Linked DNA regions of Mus musculus: region 1 is linked to region 2. The links are chromatin contacts, called in public capture Hi-C maps. All regions are on one chromosome and are shown on one strand. Each heading gives the region's core, a stretch centred on a gene start, on an enhancer-like site or on the middle of the called end of the contact. The rest is flanking DNA. Distances are from core to core; before and after follow the strand shown.

Region 1 (4,392 bases), core at 466-2,965, 900 kb before region 2:
CTATACTTCTTTGGCTGTGAAGTTTCCCTTGGTGGAAAGTAATGCTATGAGGGAATAGGAGACAGGCATGCCTTTAAGTTCCTGCCTTACTTCTCTCAGTGATAGAATGTGATGTAGAACTGTGAGCTGAAATAAACCATTTCGTTCCCTAAGCTGCTCTTGATCAGAGTGTTTTCTCACAGCATGGGAATGAAAATAAAAGTGTAAGTCAAGGAAAAGATACCAGGGCCATACAAATGTAGAAAAAGGAAAGAAGAACAACTTGCTAGACAATATAATTATATAGACCACATTACAGAATGATGAAAAATCAGATATGCTTACATATATTGGCCATAAATAATTTGAAAATGACATTAAGAAAACAGTTATTAAGAGTACTGGCTGCTTTTGAAGAAGATCTTGGTTCGATTCCCAGCACCAGCATGGCAGATCACAACTGTGCATGTCTCTAGTTCTAGGGCATCTGATGCCCTCTTCTTACTCCCTAGGTATCAAGAATGAGCATGAGGCACAGAAGACATACATGAGAGCAAAACACTCACAACATAAAATAAATCTAAAATAATAAAATAGAGTAGGGAGACCCTCAACAAAAGAAGTCCATGGTCTGTACATAGAAGACCATGACCTTGCTGAGAGAACCTGGAGGAGACTTAAGCAAGTATGGAGATATGTCAGAGTTGGGGTTTAGAAGTTCAGTTTTCAGTTGGAAAGCTGTTCTGTAGTACCATGATCTCAGCAGGTCTTTTATTAAACAGAGGAAGTACAAAGCCTTAGGAAGCAGGAGTTGAAGAAGCAGCCTGCCTCCATCTTAGGCTTAAGCGGCCGTTTTATAGTAACAACAAATTAGGTTCATTCCTACTTATGATTAAATCTGTTTCTCAAGGATTGGGCTGTGCCTCACCTGTAACCATAACCACCGAATGGTTCTGTATTGCCTGGCAATCATGTCTTTGTTTTAAAAGTTGTTTATAACAACCTTGCAATCCTATCTTTGGTTCTAAAGGTTATGTGACCATGTATGACTGACTATCTTGTTATGACTGCCTGTTATGTTTACATTGTGTTTTTTTGTTTTGTTTTGTTTTGTTTTGTTTTGTTTTTGAGATAGGTTTTTCTCTCTATAGACTTGGCTATACAGAGGTCTGTGGGATATAAAACCATGCCGGGGAGCTTGGTAAGGTAGAGCAGGTTGAGACTCGGAGACTCGGTGGTCACAAACCTGAGGCTTAGGTGACTCCCAGCTCTCTGCCAGACTCCTGACTTGGAGTGCCATGTTCCTCACATAAAACAAACATGCCCCATGGTCACATAGGCCCAAAACAGAGTTCTCCATGCTAATGAGGTACCTAGAGGACTGGAGGGCTTAGCCAATAAGCTTCCCTTTCTAGACATTCCTCTCTGCAAAAGGTATTTAATCTTACCCTGAGAAGTGGGATATGGTTTTGCACATCTGACTCTTTTCATCAAGATCCTCTGTGGGGAGCCATGAAGAAGGCCTTCAGCTACAGAGTGGCAGCCTAGTCTCCTGCAGAGGCCTTTTTCTGCAGGGCCCCTAACTATGTTCTCTGCTCTTCTGTGACTCCCAGTGGTGCCTGGATGGCCAAGGGCCTGAGAACTCCACCACCCAGCCACCTCACCCCAGACAGCTCTGGCTTTCCCACCCTGGAGCCATGCCTAAGCACTTCCCCACAGCCCTGCACCCCCTGGTGGCAGTGTGGTGTTAGTACAGCAAGCACAGTCCACCTCCCCAAGAGGCCATGCCCAATGGCAGGGTGGATGTGGGCCTAGAGTGATCTTTCTCTGCCCATTTTTGGAATTAACAGAGTACCAAGTCACAGATGGAACATCTACATCACACTTCCTGAGCCTCAAGGCCAGGGAACATTTCAAAAGGAGGGATGGAAAGATTTTAAGAACCAGAGGTTGGAGAGGATCCAAGCAAAATAGTGTCTTCTGGACAGGACAATTGCTCTCATGAACTCAGAGCACCTGTGATTGCCTACATGAGAAGTGCACAAAACCAAGCCGGTCAACATTCTGGGATGAAAGGGTTAGGGGCTCAGGAGCCTTCAATCCTAACGGATGAGCTATTGACAGTGGATGGCTTCTTGAGAGGGAGAGCCACTTTCCTTTAAGGCACCTAAGGCCACTCATGCTCAAGTGGATGGCACTACACCCAGGCATGTATGGGTGACACTAATTTGATCTTGAGGGTTATTAAAAGTTGGAGGGGGAATGAAGTTGGAATAGAGAGGGGAGGTAGGGTGGGTCTGGGAGAAGTTTCTATTTCTATGCAAATGAAAGGTCCAGGAAGAGCCAAAACAATTTTGTACAGGAGGAGAATTTGGAGGACTCACACCGATTTCAAGATTTAACACAAAGCTACTGTAATCTAGAAAGTCTTACATTAACATAAGAATATGCGTGCAGACTGGGGGGACTGAGTAGAGGATTTGGAAACAAACATCACAAAAGCCAAGGCCAGTCAATAACAAAGAACAGGTTTTGTGGTTTTCGCCAGCAAACAGTGCTAGAACAATTGTCTATATTTGTGCAAAAAATAAAATGAATTTAAGTCCACAATTCTACATAAGAATTAACTTTAAATTGGTTTATATATAGGCACTACGTATAGGCGCTAAAGCTTTAGAATTCCTAGAAGAAAACATGGGAAAAACTTTGTGATTTTTAGGTTAAGCAAAGATGTGACAGGAAATGACCCATGCTAAAATGAGCCTGGTCCACTTAAATTCACCCACTCTAGACCTCCTGTGCTTCTGCATCAAAGACACCAAGAAGACGATGGATAGATAAGCCATGAACCTGAGGGAAGCATTTGTAAATCATCTGTCTTAAAAACACAGCTCAGATTTGTATATGCAATGAGCTTTTGTAACTTAGGATGACAAAGAGAGCTGTTAGCTGTGACAGAGACTCACCTAGCAAGCATCAGGCTCAATTCTCAGTAAAAGAAAAAAAAAAAAGGAAGGAAAAGTGATAAATAGTTCAATATAGAACTGGGAAAATACTTGATGGCACATAAGAGTTTATGAATGCCGATAAGCACATAAGAACATGAAAAGAATAGAGAAATGAAAGTTAAACCCGTGGAAAAGTCTCAGTAAGTACACTACCAATAAAGCGACTGCGCTGAAGACTACTAAACCAGAAGACTGGAGAAACCCTGGGCAGAAACTGGGACTCAGACAGTGCTAAGGGAATATAAAAACTAGCCATGCTTGAAAGCCATTTAGACAATTTATTAATAGCCTAAATATATTTTTAATATAACCATTTCTGGGCATCTACTCCCCAAAATGAGAACATCGGCACAAGAAACAGTTGAAGCCAAAAGTTCATAAATATATTATTCATAAATGCCCAGAGATGAAAACGACTCAAATAACTACCCATAGTGAGTAGATTAATGAAAGGCCCTGTGAGTACTAAAGGGTAGTAAGAGAAACCAGCTTTTCATCCGTGTATATCTGTTAGGTGATTCTCAATAGCATTATGCTAAATAAAACGCTATGTGATGTTAGTCATAAAAATATTATTGAAAGGTGGAACTATTTAGAGAAGCAGATTAGTTGTTCTTTGTGGCTGACGGTAGGAGAGGAGAGGGTGACAAGCAGATCCGGGGAGCTTGGGGTGAAGGATGCTCTAAGAGGGATGGTGCTCATTATGCAACTACACCATGTCTGGAGAACATAATGAACTATATACCTGCAGTTGACAAATGATATGTATATAAATGACACCACATGATACATGTCTAACCAGTTAAATATAGCCTTCTAACCAAGACATTTTAAAGTAAGACACACATGCATGATGTGATTCCGTCCATATTAGAGCATATGTTTTATATATGTGCCAAACAGTCGGCATACTTTCTATAGGTACACATACAAACCCCTCTATGAAAGAGTGGAAGGATAGGTAGGGTAGAAATTTTTTTGTTGTGTGCTTTTGGAATTAGTTACCAAAAAAATAAATAAATAAAAAATAAAAAAATCAACTACCTGAATCATTGCTTTATAAACAAAGGCTCTAACAAAAAGGACAATCAGCCATGGTCCTGAAATGAGGAGGTCTTTGCTCATCAGAATGAGGCCATAAGCCAAAACCAGATAACCAACATGAAGGTCATCGCTCAAACACGGGGGTGGGGGGGTGGGGGGGGAGTGGGTGGGTCGGGGGGGTGGGGTGGGGTGGTGGTGGTGTAGCGGGACACTCCTGCTACCTTCAGAGGGGAGTGGCCGCTGTAGGAATTCTGGGAACCTCTAAATGTTTCTAGCAAGGATGTCCAGATTCCACAGTTCTGTACTTGGAAGAAAGCAAAGGCTTCACCCACCCCCAAACAAACAAAGAGCAGCAGACAGA
Region 2 (4,242 bases), core at 187-2,686:
AAGGTTTGCTGCCTCTCAGTTTCAGGCTGTTTCTACAACAGTTTACTGCTTTTCCTTCAAGAAATTAGTAAATTTTGGATTAATGAGAAAATTATTCCCATGGAAATTATAATATTGCAGCATGTTCCTTGTTTTAGAATTATTGATCTCTTAGATATTTTTAATTTAAATTGGATATTTAGCTTTGATAAGAATCTAATTAAAATTCTCTTCATTGCTACTGAAAGTCTAGTCCAGCTCTTTTCCAAACTTGAATGATAGCCAGACTCTGTCAAGTAGGAAATGCTTGACAGTCTCTAGAACCCACTTGCATTTAGTATCATGTTACATAAATAAATATAGTTACAAAACTTATTGTTAATTATTTTTCCTTTTATAATTTGTAAAATTTGATGCCATAAACTACAATAAATATACATAAGTGCAAATATAATCTGAAACTGAATAACATTCAAATTAAGAATATTCATTTAATGTATTAAGTAGCAAATCACTTGAATTGAGTACTATAATAGATATATTTACATATAGTAAATGTTCAAAAGGAACTGAGTCCAGATACATACACATTATTAGCATAAAAGTAACAGCTGTAGGCACATGTCTTTGGGTGCTCATGTTTCCTATATCTGGTATCACTGATCAGGATTACCATGATAACCAAGCTTTCTGTGACTCTCTTAAGTAAGTAGTAGACCTCTGTCCTCATAGTCTCTCTTAACTTCATATCTTTTTCTATCATACATGTGCACATACATGAGATAAAAATGGATCCGAAATAAAAGAAAGGCCACCCAGTGACTGGCCCAACTTGGGATCCATCCCATACACTCACACCAAATCCTGACACTATTACTGAAGCCATATTGTATGTGCAGACAGGAGCCTGGCATGGCTGTCCTCAGAGAGGCTCTACCAGCAACTGACTGAGACAATTGCATATAATTACAGCCAACCATTGAATTTAGGTCAGAGACCAATATGTAAGTGCTGCAAACTGGACTCAGTTGGCCCCTCAACCCTCAGGAGAATCAGGGCAAGGAGTCAGCGAAAAGTGACAAACAGACATGAACACAAGGGGGTGTTGTATCTGAATGTAATTCCTCAAAACTAGCATCAGACTTATATTACAAACGGAGACAAGGAAGTTAAGTGATACATTAAGGGCATCCAAGGTACACTGAAGTTATCTGACACAAAACAAAAAATGCATACAAACAGACTGGCAGGAATCAGGCAATGTTTACAATTGAGATAAGATCAGCCCTATGTAAAGTCAGCTATTCACAGGAGCCAGGTGAAAGGTCTGATGCAATGCTAGTCTATTGTTAAACCCACCACCAGGGGTCCCTTACTTAATACCTACTTATGCTATTCCTCTGGGCCTAGTGAAAAACATGCACCAAGGGAGTTCTGTACTACTAACCCTTTCATGAATAATTCAACATTCCAGTTCCTCCTAAAACCACAACCTTCCTTCTTCCTAGGCCATTGTAAATTCCTGTGTACGGGAGTGACTCAGCTATTGTTCTAAGTATTTACTATATAGACTAGCCCTGAGATTTCTAGCTCTATCTAAGTAAATTGTAATGCCTGATTTCTTTCCCTGTCTCTTTTACAATACTAGAGTTAATTCTGAATGTTGCTGAATAGGTAATATTCTTACTGAATTCCAAGCCCAGGGTCAGCTCAAGGACTGCTTAGGACATTGGAACACTGGTGGAAGCTAATCTAACTTAGCTATATGTCAAAATCAATCCTTAGAGCCACTTATAATAAAGCAATATTGAAGGAAAGCACCCAGATCCATTCACCAACTAATGCACGGACAAGTTTGGAGCATTCGTGCCAAGATTCCAGGAGACTAAGTTTCCATGAAATTCTTTGCCTCAGAACTGTGTCCAAGCTTTTTGGCCTCTCATGCAGTTACCACTGGAGTGGGTGTGGCATGTAAGAGTTAGAGGCAAGACTGAAGGAGCTGAAGGGGACTGTAACCCCATAGGAAGAACAACACTGTCAAATAACTCAGACCCTTAAGAGCTCCCAGAGACTGAGCCAAAATCCAAGGAATATGCATGGGCTGGTTCGTAGCCCCAGGCACATGTGTAGCAGAGGACTGCCTTGTAGTGGGAGAGGATGAACTTAATCCTGTGGAAACTTGATGCCCCAGGGAAGAGGGAAGTTGGTGGGGGTGAGGTGGGAGTGTAGGAGTAGGTGGGCAGATAGGGGAGCACCCTTTCAGAGGTAGGAGGATGGGGAAGGGGGGCAACTTATAATGTAAATAAAATAATTTAACATTTTTTTAAAAAAATGACTATATAACATATTTGTATCCATTGCTTTTCTTTTTAGCCTAAACTAGGCAGTTGAAGGATCTTCTATGCTATAGACATTCACAATGAACAAAATATAAATGAGTAAATAAAAATTAAAACTGATTGCAGATGTCTATAAATTACAATTTTCACAGCAATAGATGTTTCTCCAGCTATAAAAGGAAAATTTCTGCCAGTTTCACACTGAGAAATCCCAACCTAACTGGCAACCCAATATGCATTATGACTATCCTCCAGGCTACTACTTTATCATGAATCTAAATACAGATAGTAAGCGGAGTTACAGACAAAAGTTGTTTCTATAAACACTGGTTGATGTAAGAGTCAAAACAAATAAGGAATTTCAGAACCTCCACTTAGAAGCCTCTGTTGGTGATAGATTTATTATCTTTAGCTGGCATCTCTTCAGTGACAATGGATCCATATTATACTTTTACAGGAGGACATTTCTTGGCTCTCCAACTTTATCAAGATATTTAAAATGTATTGGTTTCTGGTGCTCTCCAGTTTAACTTAATGTATTTGAGAACATCTCCCTCAGATAAAGAGCTCACAGTCTATCAGCTTAGCTGCTATCCCGGTTTGCTCTCTAGAGTTATGAAAAAGACCATGACCAGAAGTAAGAAGGGGTACAATATTTTATTTAGCTTACATTTCCCAATAAAAATCTATCAAGAGGAGCCATGACAGAAACTCAAGCAAGACGAGAACCTGGTGGGAGGAAGTAAAGTGGAGGTCATAGAAGAATGCTGTTTACTAGACTGCTGCTTCTTCTTCATTTTTTCTTTTTTCTTTTCTTTACTTTTAAAAAACAAAACAAAACAAAACAAAACAAAAAAACAACCTAGGACTATCTGTTCAGGGGTGGTAGGAACCACAGTAGGCAAGGTCCTCTCACATCAATCATTATTAAGAAAACAAAGCACAGACATGTCCACAGACCAATCTGATGGAACCATTTTCTCAGTTGATGTTTATTCTTCCCATGTGACCCTAACTTGTGTCAAGTTGAGAAGAAACTAACCAGAATAGCTGGCAATAAAATGTATAACTTTAATATTTTGTTCAACTTCCATGAATTACCCATACTTAATTAGGGAAGATAAATTTTCCTTCTTTGCAATTATTGTGAAATCAAAATATAATAGCAAAATTAAAAACAGCAAATGAATTGCAGTTTTCTGATACTTTCAAAGAGCTTCAAGCAAACAAGTAGTATGAGACTGTTTGTAGTGGTGAATATTAGATGCCAACCAAGAAGAAATGCTTGTGAAAACTATTGTTCATGGCATATAATACTGGGCTTTTCTAATAGAAGTCATTTTATATTCATTGGTTTGTAGAAAATAAATATGATGTTCCATTTGTGTATTGAGTAGAAGGTTGAATTAGCTAAGATTTGCTAATGAAAAAATTAATCACAACATATGATAGAGACACACAATGTTGGGTATAAACACACAGGGTAGCACAGTTTCTTCAAATGGAATCTTTAGAGTCCTGTGTTTGATGCTAAAATAATCTTTATGTAGAGTCTCTTAAAATGCCCACATTATGATGGCATCTGATGATTATAATCATGTGTGATTTTTATGTATTTGAAAAAATAAGATGGAGAAGGTTCAATGCTTGAGTAAAAGAGAACTCTATAGTCAGTAAAATCTGCAGGGAAAATAAATCAAGGAAATGTTTCAAGCAATTGAGGAAGGAGACCAATATAATTTGGATGTAAATGGCAACCAACTATAATATAGAGTAAGAGTTAATTTTAAATAAAATGTACCTGAGACTGGCCATTCTCCTTTGCCTCCTCAAGATCAATACTGGCCTATCTTCTTCCTGAAAGTCACTTTTACTGGCTTTATCTGTGGTCTTATTCTTAATACTTGCCTTTGCTGGGGGATAT

The links. Capture Hi-C pulls out chosen DNA fragments and counts their contacts.
Region 1: a capture Hi-C map of embryonic stem cells shows a contact between it and region 2, with 5 times the contacts expected there. The contact joins two enhancer-like sites. A contact is called at or near these places in 1 of 115 datasets of contacts at active chromatin or transcription factors (embryonic stem cells) and 1 of 9 other capture datasets (embryonic stem cells).

The regions. Positions count from the first base shown.
Region 1 is chr5:20,467,949-20,472,340 of GRCm38.p6, reverse strand. All of the region lies in intron 10 of Magi2 (membrane associated guanylate kinase, WW and PDZ domain containing 2), which reads right to left. Among named protein-coding and RNA genes, the nearest start is that of Gm52764, 73 kb to the left of the region's middle. Within about 2 kb of position 1,715, at least 4 of the 459 cell types and tissues checked have an H3K27ac peak or open chromatin away from gene starts, as enhancers often do. A contact at or near this core is called in embryonic stem cells, where this site is marked.
Region 2 is chr5:19,563,530-19,567,771 of GRCm38.p6, reverse strand. The region is part of intron 1 of Magi2 (membrane associated guanylate kinase, WW and PDZ domain containing 2); the gene reads right to left. Among named protein-coding and RNA genes, the nearest start is that of Gm25335, 50 kb to the right of the region's middle. Within about 2 kb of position 1,436, at least 17 of the 459 cell types and tissues checked have an H3K27ac peak or open chromatin away from gene starts, as enhancers often do. A contact at or near this core is called in embryonic stem cells, where this site is marked.